2 separate regions of the Mus musculus genome follow, and region 2 is linked to region 1. The links are chromatin contacts, called in public promoter capture Hi-C maps. All regions are on one chromosome and are shown on one strand. Each heading gives the region's core, a stretch centred on a gene start, on an enhancer-like site or on the middle of the called end of the contact. The rest is flanking DNA. Distances are from core to core; before and after follow the strand shown.

The links. Promoter capture Hi-C pulls out the DNA fragments that hold promoters and counts their contacts.
Region 2: a contact with region 1 is called in a promoter capture Hi-C map of liver, with 5 times the contacts expected there. The contact joins the promoter of Mfsd2a here to the enhancer-like site in region 1. A contact is called at or near these places in 8 of 39 promoter capture datasets (cranial neural crest, embryonic stem cells, hippocampal neurons and 5 more) and 1 of 115 datasets of contacts at active chromatin or transcription factors (astrocytes).

What each region holds. Positions count from the first base shown.
Region 1 is chr4:121,164,569-121,170,833 of GRCm38.p6, reverse strand. It overlaps Rlf (rearranged L-myc fusion sequence), which reads left to right. Exons shown (of 8, transcript NM_001346660.1): 5 at 14-216. Among named protein-coding and RNA genes, the nearest start is that of Rlf, 47 kb to the left of the region's middle. Within about 2 kb of position 2,958, at least 8 of the 459 cell types and tissues checked have an H3K27ac peak or open chromatin away from gene starts, as enhancers often do. A contact at or near this core is called in liver, where this site is marked.
Region 2 is chr4:122,957,577-122,963,841 of GRCm38.p6, reverse strand. Mfsd2a (major facilitator superfamily domain containing 2A) reads left to right here and starts at 2,654. Exons shown (of 14, transcript NM_029662.2): 1 at 2,654-2,901; 2 at 4,441-4,572. The coding sequence starts at 2,809.

The sequences.
Region 1 (6,265 bases), core at 1,709-4,208:
TCCTTTTTTCTAGTTAACAAATTGATTGCACAAGAAGGACCTTCCTTTCTACAAATGAGAATCAAGCATTTGTTGAAGTCTAACTGCATCCCCCAAGCTACTGCTTTATCAAAACTGTGTGCAGAGTCTAAAGAACTTGCCCAGGTGTCGTGTTTTCAGCAAGCCTATATCACATGTTTATGTTCCATGCTTCCCAGCGAAGAGGCTATTCAGGAGGTGAGTCCAGTAGGTAACCATTCAGTCTTGCTCTAGGTGTGATGTGTCAGTATAGGCACTGCATGGTTTATTTCCCTTCCAGAATGAAAGCCACAGCTCATCTTTTATGCTTAAATAAATAAATATGTGATATATAGAGAGATATATAGATATGTTTAACTTCTTCAGATTGGATATAAAGTTAGTTATAGGTATAGTTGGGTTTCTAAAATGGATAATTAAGAATGCACAAATGATGTTTATAAGTGTTTACACATGATGGTCTACTGTGGAATCGTCAGATATAAAAGTAGGTTTCCTTCTGACAGTTCTAACTTTATTGGATTTGGGAAATTAGTAAATAGGTCAAGGAATAATCCAAGGAGTGTGGGAATTAATTTTAACTTAGTTAACACTTAACTTTGTGCTTTTGCCTCTGTAACACACAAGTGCAGGACTCTAAGCTTCAAGAATATATTTTACTAATAATTAACTGGTCAAACTGGATACCATGGGGTATATAGAATGCTAGTAAAATTGCTGAGTCTTTAAAAACTTTTATCGATTGTATTATTTTAATGAAACATGTGAATCATGTTTCTTAGAAAGTTTGGAATTGGTTCTCTCCAAATGTTTAATAAATCATGCCGAAAAAAATAGGAATGCTTAGTCTTTAAGTCATTATTTATCTTTCAGCCGCCATTCCAGATTTAACCCATGAATTCTTACTTCTACACCGAGACATCTTTCTTTGTTTATAATTGTGCATGTGTGCACACAGGTGTATACATATGAGATGTATTTTTGTGAGCATGCATTCATGGCACTCCTGTGGATGCCAGAGGATACGTTTGGATGTTAATTCTCTCTTTTACCTGGTTTCCAGGGAGCTCAGGTCACCAGGATTGTTGGCAGGTGTCTTCCCTGCTGAGCCAGCTGCAAGCTGAAGTTTCTAACTAAATGTAGGCACCTCAAAGATCGAGTTCTCTACTATATAGTAGTTTCTAAATTTAACTTTTCCCCTGTATCCTGCTCTCTTTTTGCTTCATTCTCTGTACTGTATGGACTTGACCAGCACCAGTCAGGACCTGTGCCTTCCCCAGCCTGCCTCATCCTCATCGTATTCCCCTGCCTCTCTACTCAGTTACATCGGATGGCATTTGCTCCTCTGGTCCTCTGTTATTCGTGTCCTTAATTGTATCTCTGACTACCTCAAATCTTTATCTGCTCTGTTGTATTTACCAATTAATTCATCTTTAAATCAGTTGCACTATATGCATTTCTTTAGTCTACTTACCACCCACCTTCATAGGAAATCTCTGAAACCTGCGCTTCTCCCTGTTGTCCTGTAGAAACTTAGGTACTTTGTTCCTGAATGTCTGCTCACCTCCTTTACTCTGTGTATGTGCACCTCTTGTTATTGGAGGCAGACAGTTCCTCTTCTTCACTCGTATAACAGATGTCTCTCATTCACTCTTTGCTGTCCTAGAGATAGCTGAGAGTCCTTCACTCTGTTAGAAATCTTTAGCACCTTCTTCCTCTACAGTGACTCCAGTTTCTTGTCCTGGCCTACACTGAGTTAAGTTTCAGTGTGACTTTACTGTGAAATATTTTTCTCCTCTCAGGACCTTCATATTCCTTCTTATTCGTTCTCTCCACCCCGGTCCCCAACTGAGCCTGGGTTGGCCTTGAACTCCTGGTCCATCACAGGTGTACAACACCAATCTCAGTTTTATTTAGTACTGGTGGAAATCAAGGGCAGGGCTTCATATATGCCTGGCAAACATCCTACCAACTGAGCTATATTCCCAGGTACTACCTCCCGTTCCCTTCAACTTGTGACTCTCCTGCTACCGAATCTGGCTATAGCTTCTTGGTTTTTTTTGTTTTTTTTTGTTTTTTTTTTGAAAAAGGGTCTTTCTATAGCCCCTGGCTGTCCTCTGCCTCCCCAGTACTCGAAATTAAAGGGATGGGCTACCACTCCCACCTCTGACTGACATTATATGGTTCTTTCTCTCTCTCTTTTTTTTTTTTAAGATTTATTATTATATCTAAGTACATTGTAGCTGTCTTCAGACGCACCAGAAGAGGGAGTCAGATCTCATTACGGATGGTTGTGAGCCACCATGTGGTTGCTGGGATTTGAACTCAGGACCTTCAGAAGAGCAGTCAGTGTTCTTAACCACTGAGCCATCTCTCCAGCCCCCTGACTGACATTATAATATGACATTTGACCCACAGTCTTTCTTACCAATCTGTCATCTTGATGTTTTCCCATGTCTTTTGGTTTTTTCAGGACAGGGTTTCTCTGTGTAGCCCTGGCTGTCCTGGAACTCACTTTGTAGACTAGGCTGGCCTGGGACTCAGAAATCCACCTGCCTCCCAAGTCCTGGGATTAAAGGCATGCGCCACCAACACCACCACCCAGCTTCCCCATGTCTTTTTAAGGTCTCACACACTTTGACTTCCTAGCTCTTCAGTGATTGTTCCTTCTCCTTCTGACTTTGCTTTCCTTTGGTTAAATGTTGCAGTACCCCACTGACTATTTCTGGTATTACTATTAGGGCCCTGATTGCCTTTATGACTTCCTGAGCTTTCGTTTGGTTTAAGTTTTGAGACAGGGTATTACTATTGCCCAGGCTGGTCTTAGACCAAGCTCACTGTAGCCCATGCTGGCCACCAGTTCCCAGACTCCTGCCTCCGCATCCCTAATGAGGGGTTGCAGAATATGTCACCATAGCCTGGCTTGAGCTTGCTTCTCAATGAAGCCAGAAAAGAGAGGGAGTATAGTTAGTTAAACATTTACCTAGTATTAAGCAAGGCCTCATGACTGATCCTCAGTGCAACTAAAAATAAACCCAGTGAAGTCAGTTGCCTTTCAACTATGTTCTCCATGTCAGAAGTGGAAAGATTAGTGAATACATAGCTCCCTGTAGGCTAGGCATACTCTATACTTTTTCACATTTAGTTTCACATCTCTGACAAAGTTCCTTTTTGTTGATAAAAAGTTCCAATTAAAATATGTTGGCTACCTTAATGTAATGCTGGCATTCAAATCTGGGTTTGCTATCAGTAGTACAGGATTGAAAATAGTAAGGTGATAGGAGCTTAGCTCTTAGCATGCTCATGTAGCGGCCTGAAACTCTTGGTTCAGTACTCAATACCATATAAACCAGTCATGGTGCTGCAGACTTGTAATCCAATCACTAGGGTGAGGCTGAGACAGAAAGATAAGTTCAAGGTCATTCTCTTCTACAGTAGGTTTGAAGACAGCTTGGTATACACGAGACCCCATGTAATTGTAATAATACTGAAAGACCCCCGAAGGGAGACCCTCACTCAAGCCTCGGTACAGCCGCGGACCCAAGAAGACACTGAGACCGAACTCAAAATGTTGAGGGCAAGATTTAATAAAGCAACAGCAAGAAAGCACATAGACCAGAGCTCTGGGGTCGAAACTCATACACCTAGTATGGTGTAGAGGAGAATCGACCTCGAGCCAAATTTTTCACAGGCTTATATAGGAAAAACTCAAGGGGGGAGAGCGGGGCAGGGAAAGTACAAGTTTGCATAACTAAGGGGTTCTGCCAAGGGAATTCTACGTAACTAAGGGGTCATGTCCTATTATTTGGCAATGTACCCGGTTCATTCTGAGGTTGTTCCAGGAGGCCCTTATCTCAAAAATGTTCTTGGAACAGTCTTTAGTTCGAACTCTAGGGTGAGGAGTTCAGGAATGCATTCTGGGGTGAAGAGTTCAGGAGTGTTCTGGGAACAATCTCTAGATGGGAGGGGTCGGGCTCTGGGGTGAGGAAGAGTTCAGTAATTTTTATCTTTATTCTTCAATACAATAGTAACACATTATCCTTGAGATATAGATATATACATTTACACACACACACACATATATATATACACACACATATATATACATATATATCTGATAGTTCATTTCAGATAATATGTGGGGAATCGGAGATGTCAGGATGAATACAGAAGCCTTCTGAACTGTGTGTAGTTTCGCTGATGGCCACTACATTTTACTTTCTTGAAGTAAAATCTCTTTAGTGCTTAGGTCAGGCCATTTTCTGCCCACACCCTCCAATAATTTTCCATTTTTCTCAGGTTAAATCTAAACGCCTTCATTCTATTTGCTATGGCCAATGTCTGTTTTGTTTTGTTTTGTTTTGTTTTTAAACTTTCTTAAACAACTTAATGCTCACAGCTCTTCAGCTACCTTGTTAAGGTTTAAGACACAAGCCAAGTGTGTTCTTGTCATAGAGGTTTGTGCTTACAAGTCACACTTCATGGCTACTCTCTTATCTCATAGTATCTTCCTTGTCAAAGATGCCTTCATCATGGTCCAATGTAAAGTAATGCCTTGGAGACTGCTTAGATGTATGGCTAGTAGGCAGAGGCACTGGCATTTCATCTTTGGATCTCGTGATGGAAGAGGAAAGCCAACTTCTAAATGATGTCTCTGACCTCCACATATATTCCATGCTGCACATATAACACACACACATACATAGATACACACACAAAGAAATTAAAAAGAAAATAATGCTCCATATTTTCTCTTCTACTCTGTTTTCAATAAATAGCTGCTACAATGCAGTGTTATAAAGCCAGCTCTTTATTTGAATTCTAGACCAGTGTTTGGGTCAATAGTTATTTGAAGTGGTTAAATTATCCTTTGGCTCAGTTTTTACCTCCCTGTTCTGAGAGGCTTGTCACCTACATTGTTGATGTTTAAGGTTCTTCCTACTGGATTGACTCGAGAAGCTTGTCCTTCCATCCTGACTCCCATTAATCTTTATCTTCCTACTGACTTCCTCATTTTGTTTTGTTTTTTTAAGCATTTACATACTTAGCAGTATCCTAGTGGGAAGAGTATAACCCATAACATTACATTCACAGAGTACTTGTTTTGGGGAAGATGGTCTGGTGGTGCATAGTATGTGAGTAGTGACAGTGTTGGTCATCCTTGTTTTGAGATGTGGACCTAGACAGTGAAGCAGCTATTTGGTGATGTGAACACCTGAATGTAGTTTTCCAAAACTGAGATTGTCTCAATGACTCTTAATTGAGTATAAGTATTGTGTCATAAAGAAATCAAAAACTGAACTGTTTCACATCATCTGTCTTTTCATACTTCCCACTGCAATCTTGAATATAATTACAAAAAGCATTTGCTAAACATTTGTCCCTCCTGTGCTATGTAGTAAGGCCTTCCCACCCACCCCACACACATACACCCGTCTTTAAAAATTTTTTTTGAAAGATTTATTTTTTATTTATGTGTATTTGTGTGTATGTGTGTACATGGCCAGCCAATTAGTCTAACTGGTGAGTTACCAAGCTATGAGAGATTTAGACTCACAGGAGGTTGATAGTGCTCATGAGGTTGACACCCAAAGTTGTTCTCTGGCTTCTGTGTCAAATGCACATTTTTTAAAAAGATTCAGTTCTTGCCACACCATAGATAGACACTGAACAAATATAGACTCTATAATAAGAATTCTTTGGATCTAACATGCAGTACTAGAGAGAAGCAATTGAGAAGACAAGATGGAAGATTTCAGATTTAAGGCCTGTCTTAAGAAAACAGGAGGGAAGGGTAGCACTATCGTGTGTATACATATAGATGATTGGCCTTGGATGAGGTAATACACATTTTTTAAAAGCATGTGTTTGGTTGGTTGGTTGGCTGGCTGGCTGACTGGCTGTAGTATCTGGTAAGTTCAGATACTGACCTTATACCAACTGCAGTATTTTGTGTTCAGAAAACAAATTAAGAAACAGCCATTAATCTCAGTACTTGAGACTTTGTGAGAAAAATTCAGAAGTAGCAGCAAAAGTCTAACTTTGGATTTGATTTCCTCCTCATCCTATAACTTTTCTTTAACTTTAATCATAATTTAAACCTACTTTAATTGTTATTGTATTGGGCATTGGCAAATACAGAGTTCATATAGCGTTATTTGCTAGAAACAATTATAGAAAGAAAAGTACTAAATAATATTAAGCAGCTGCTGTGTTCAATACAGAAGTAATTATGGAAACTAACCAT
Region 2 (6,265 bases), core at 1,405-3,904, 1.8 Mb before region 1:
AGACCTACTCCTGGATGAATAGCTGCGTGCCATTAGGGAGAAGTTCTTCCTCTCATGAGAAGATGGGGGCTATGAAGAAGGGGCCCATGTTTCTCCTCCAGGCTTCTGAGGCCAATAGAGCTGGCTAGGTTTCCAGAGCTTCAACCTAGTTACCTGGGCTTTGAGCCTGATGGTATGGATAGGAGGAGGTAGAAAGGAGAACTTTCAAAGGGACTAATGGAGTTACCTGGTCAGGACTGTAGGTACCTGAATAGATAGCAATCAAGTTTGTCATCAAGCTTATAAAATCAAACCCTTGTCTCTCTTCTTTTAGTTTTGGGTTTAAACATCTGTAGAACGGGGTAACAAAAACACCCTCTGTCATCAGTGTTGGAATAAGTAAATTAGATGGTATACACAAAGCAAAAGCACTGAGCACCATGCTTGCTCAGGAAACAGTGAGAATTTGGTGACTGGGGACTGTTGGGTTTATGATGCTCTGATTTGCTCATGATGATTTACTGTCTCTCGGGTTGCGTTACAGAGCTCTGTCCTGACCAGTAGGGCTAGAAGTTAGAACAAGCTGGGCCTGAATTCAGAGTGGAAGAAAATCGTGGGCAATAGAGCTAGGATTCAAAACAATGTCCACAGGCGGAAGTAAGCCAGATGTCATTATTCTGCTGAGCGCTTGGGGACACTACACAGAATAGAGGATGGTGAAGAAACCTGACTTGACCCCAAGCTCTGGTGCTAAGAATCTGAATAATTTAGCTAACCACAACCTGATGGGAACTAATCACGGGAGAGAAAGGCTCTGAAACCCAGCAGTCTTAGGCTGCATTAACAATGTGTCGTGTCCAGACTGGGGGAAATAATAGGTCTATTGTACTGGCTTGGTCAGGCCATATCTGGAATCTTGCGTTGCTACACTGACAGACTGGAATCGGGCCAGGAGGGGAACTAGCCCAGCCTCAGCTCCTGAGTCCTTGTGCGCGAAATGTTTCCTGTACAACTTCTTGTCTTATCCCCCAGACAACGCTATTAGGTAGGTCCCTATTTTGTACACAAGGAGGTTAATAAAGTTGTTCAGGAACAACTAGATAGCCCGTCCATGGAGGTGCCTGGGGTTTTTCTGAATGGGCTGGCTCCTCTGGTGCTTCAGCTCACACTCACTGTGATTTAGTGGGATATGGGAGTGAAAGAGATAGAGTTCTTATTTTCAAGGAGGGCATAATCTGGCTCGGTTATTCAGATCACTTCTGGAATGCTGCCATTCAAAGGAGTGAAGAATTTAGGGCTGGAAGAGACTGTACAGGACTCCATAGCTTCCCTCCTATAGTATGGAAGAGAGAGAGGGCAGTGTGACAGTGGGGACAACAGGCCTTCTTACAGTCTTCACTATTTCCCTTGGCTTGTTTCTGGACAGTGATGTGCCAGGGCACACAAGGGTGCTGTGGCCATTGTGGAGGAGTCAGATCTCAATAGCTCTTCCCTGCAATCTGAACTAAGAGGAGGGGAAAAAAAAAAAGCTTGACACTGAGAAACACAGGTCCTGTGTGAGCGGTCTCTGAGAGTCTAAGCAGTAACTTCACTGAAGAGGGAGAGCTGGACTTGACCCAGGCTCCTGGGGATCTGTGAAGGCTGGAGTGCCATTAGCAGAGGTGGAAGGAAAGGCAGCAAAGACCGTTCTCTGCTGGCACCTATGCCTGGCCTCTGTTTAGATGATGACGGTCCTCCCTTCTTTCAAGGACCACATTCCTCTGCATGCTCTTTCTCAAAGCTTTTCTTTTCTCTTCTCTCTTTTCTTTTCTTTTCTTTTCTTTTCTTTTCTTTTCTTTTCTTTTCTTTTCTTTTCTTTTCTTTTCTTTTCGACACAGAGGGCTGCTGGCGTCTTGTATCTCCCAGGGCTTCCTGTCTGGGAGCACAGACATAGCTCAGCCTTCTGTAATTTATGCTGAGGGGCAGAGCAGGAGAGTTATGAGTAAAGACTTTGGAACTGGACAAAACCTTTCTGGCCTGTCTGTGTCGCAACAGCTGTTCTTCTTGTGTCCCCCTTTCCTGGGTTGTAAAATGGGGATAATAATAGTACCACCCTCAGATGGCGTTCATAAGCACCCAGTGAGGTCATGTTAAGCCTGTTAGAAAGCTACCCATAAACGGCTGCTGTGGCCATGGCTCCTTCTTAGAACTTGCGAGTTCCCCTGCCTGGAAGCGGTAGCCACTGGACTTGGTAATTTTTCTGTCCCATTGAAAAAGGCCCCTACTTTTCAAAGGGAGGAAGAGGAAATTGTCGATCTTGAGACACGAGGGACATTGATAATGAAAGTTACAGCCCATGGCCTCAGGTTTGGGGGAGGGGAGAAGCCACCTGACTCCGGATTTTAAAAGGAGCTGATGGGGATTCAGAAGTCAAGGGCCACAGGCTCTACTCAGGGAAAACTCACTCTGGGGGACCTCGGACAGGTCACTTTCAGCCTGGGACTTCAGTTTCCTCGGGCGAGTCAGGTGGGTTTCTCAGCTTTGCTTAGGTAGTTAGGAGCACGCGGTGTGGGTTGCCGGCTTTGAGAACGTGGCTGAGCAGCGAGGCTCCGCCAGCCGAGATGGGCAGGCGCGTGCAGGGATTGGCTGGAGGCGCAGGCCCGAACCTTTAAGAGGCGCGGAGGGGACGTGCTAGGGAGTTTTCATCGCCGGCGTTCCTGGTTTGCTAAGTGCTAGCGAACGTAGTAGTGGCTGGGGCTGCGCCTAGGATCGGAGCCACAGGCGAGTGCCGGCCGGCAGAACACAAGAGCATCCCGGCGTCCCGGTCCCACGCGGCGTGGCCCGCGGGTCATGGCCAAAGGAGAAGGCGCCGAGAGCGGTTCCGCGGCGGGGCTGCTCCCCACCAGCATCCTCCAAGCCAGTGAACGGCCGGTCCAGGTGAAGGTGAGGTCCCGAGAGGAGGGCAAGGGGTGGTGGGCCGGCCGGGATGTGGGTATAGGGGCGTCGGAGACTAGGTCTGGCCTTGGGACACTTGGCGGTAACAGGGTACAGCGAAGCTTGAAAAAAGCAAGGAGTGCTCTGGGACCGGGAGTGATGGAGAAAGTCTGAAGCCCCTTTGCACACCCCTACAATGGGTTTGCGCCAAGAGAGGCGCCGGCAACTCTACGCGGCGTGGGGCTCTCCCCAGCGCTCTAGGTTCTACTGTGCTGAGCCACACTAGTTTCTCTCCCTAGACCTGAAGAGACCCCAGAAGTCTGAGAGTCCCTTTGGTTCTCCATCTCTCACCACCCCCCACTCTCGTGCTTTAACTCTGAGGAGGGCCACTCAAGTTCATTCATAAGAACAAGGGCTTTGCTCTTAAAGGAGCCGCATACCGAAAGCGTTTGTGTGACTGAGGGTTCACATGCACAGAGCTCCGCGTGTCTCGACATCCTCTCTCTCCGATCCGTTCTAACTCTTTGGATCTATTTAACCACACCATGAAACCATGCGGCCCCAGGAAAGGAATCTCTCACAATATAGCTAATTGGGAGGTGCTTAACTTTTCCTTTTAATTTTATTAACTGTTCTTGGAAGAAACGAGTAAGCAATTATGCTGTTACCATGTATGAGTAATCTCTACTTTCCCTGGGCAACCTCAGCCTCCCCTAGTGCTCCACCCGGAGAGGGCTGAGCCCTGCACCTGGAGCCCTTTTTACCCCTCTCCAAGGTCCCCTAGGAGCTGGAAAGGGTGCGTGTTAGGCAGATGGATGGTAGGACTGCTCAAGGGTTTGCCTGGAGCTGAAGACTCCCTACAGGGGCCCGGGAACTTTGGGACAGATTGAAAGAACAGCTGAGGATGCAGCGGGCTGGGCGCCCCCCCCCCTTCTGGTGCACTCATCCAGGACGCAGGTGGATCCTAGCTGCTGCGGGGCGTCAGGGAGGGAGCCTGGGCTGGGCTCAGGGAACTTTTGGCAGCAAGAGGATTTTCAGGTTGTGGCAGCTAGTGCCAGGTAGGGACAGGCCCATTGCTACCGCATGCTCTTTCTGGGTAACTTGGAAAGGAGCTGAGGGCCTGGGAGAAGATTTTATTTATTTATTTATTTATTTATTCATTTATTTTCTTACTTATTTGAGACAGGTTTCTCTTTGTATCCCTGGCTGACCTGGAATTAGCTCTGTAGACCAGGTTGGCCTCAGACTTTACAGATCTGCTGGGCTCTGCCTCCCAAGTGTTGGTGCCACTACACCTGATCTGGGAGATCTTTAAAGATGGAAGGTGATAGATTTCCTCAGAGTCTGGGGGTGGAGGGATAAGTCTGGGTTTAAGGGCAACTTCCTGTGGGGTTGGGGAAGTGAGATTTCCCTAGGTGGGAACTGGGCAAGGTAGAACTGTTCCTCTTGGCCGAGTTGGCTGGAGAAATAAATGTCTGTGCCTCTGGCACGTTCTAGGTTGGTGGCCAGAATCCTGGGCTTATTTTCATTCTTTCCTTCTCTTCCCAGAAGGAACCAAAAAAGAAGCAGCAACTGTCCATTTGCAACAAGCTTTGCTATGCAGTTGGAGGGGCCCCGTACCAGTTGACCGGCTGCGCACTGGGATTCTTCCTGCAGATCTACCTATTGGATGTGGCTAAGGTGAGTAACAGGAGCTCCTCGGGCTCCTTTGGTAGCCAGAGGGAACTGATGGGCTCTTGGTAGGGTCATTCAGTTTTCCCCAGTGGTAAAACAAGACCAGGACACATTCCTTGGCTGCCACTCAGGGTCACAGTGGATGGGAAGTAAGGCTTTAGGAAGTGTGCGGGAGGGGGGGGGGCGCGGTCTACCTGCCCCAGGAACCACAGCTGGCAACTCTTCCTTGCCTGGCAGGAGCAATAGAGAGCCTGGCGGAATAGGGCAGTGGCTGAGGGAGAATGGGACCCGCTAGTGACGCTGTTCTTAGAAGAGACTGGCACACCATGTCCCTGGCTGGAAGACAGTCAGCTGGCTTGGCTCAGGGTTTAGTGGGTGTTGCTGTTGCTAGGTTGATGGAAGAACTGTATCTCACCTTCACCTGAGGAGCAGCAGCTTGCTGCTGATGGCTAGGGGAAACCTGAAGGTGCAGGCAGATGTTAGTGTCCTGGGACTAGGGGGTCTCTGATGGAAAGGGCTAGTTTGGGTGAAGCAGGGCTACTGTGTGTACTTTGAGAAGCCTTGGCTGGCAGCCTGGCATCCAAAGAATTCGCCCTGTCTGGATGAGAGAGTGGGAGACTGGGTAACCATGGCTCCGGGGTGCCCTCACTGGCTCTTTTCTGTGTAGCATCTCTGGGCAAGCGAGGCATATTAGTTTCCATTTGCAGGTGTGGAACACTAAGCCCCAGAAAAGACAGAAGACTCATTCAGTAGCTAGGTTTCCAACAGTTCCCATGGCTGGGTCCCAAGCGGGTTATAAATAAGAGGAACCTGCAGTTGACTATAAAATGGGGTTACAATAAGTGGGGAGAGTACAGAGTGGGGATACAGTGTGGGGAAGGCTGCCAGCTTTCCAGAGCAGGGTTGTGACAACTGGATATGGGGGCACACACCAGTTATCCCAGCACTTAAGAGGCCAAGACAGGATTAAGATTCAAAACCAGCCTGAGACTCTGTCTCAAAAACAAAGTTAAAAAGAAATCAAGGTTTTATGGATGATATTAAAGCTAGACCCTAAAGTGTTTGGGAAGTATGAGACGGTTTGAGTAAAGGGTTATAGGACATTCTCTAAAAGTCATCTATAGAGCAGGCATAAAGTCACACATCTGTAATCCCAGCACTTGCAAGTTAGACCAGCTGGGTCTACTTGCCAAGTTCTAGGCCAGTCAGGACTACAGATGAGTCTCCCTCTACATACATACACACACACACACACACACGCACACGCACACGCACACGCACACACACAGTGTGTGTGTGTGTATGTGGGGGGCGTTGTCACTGGAGAGATTGTTCCATGGTTAGGAGCTCACTGCTTTCTTAGAAGACCTGAGTTGTGAGTACCCAGGCCAGGCCACTCACAACCACAACAGCCTATAACTCCAGCTCTAGAGGATCCAATATCTCTAGCTTCCAAGGCTCCTGTACTTGTTCAAACAAATCCCAACACACGATCACGTAATTTAAAAGTAACATGAATTCTAAGAAAAAAAAAAGATAAAAGAAAACCTCTCCGCATTCCCCTTTCCATATGCAGGCTAAAGCTTGACCTCATAAAAACACACTGTAGCTGATACGTCTTTTACAGATAGGGAAACTGAGGCTCACTGAGGGGTGCAGGGAACAAACACGAGCTCTCTTATCAGGTGGCCAGGGGCTC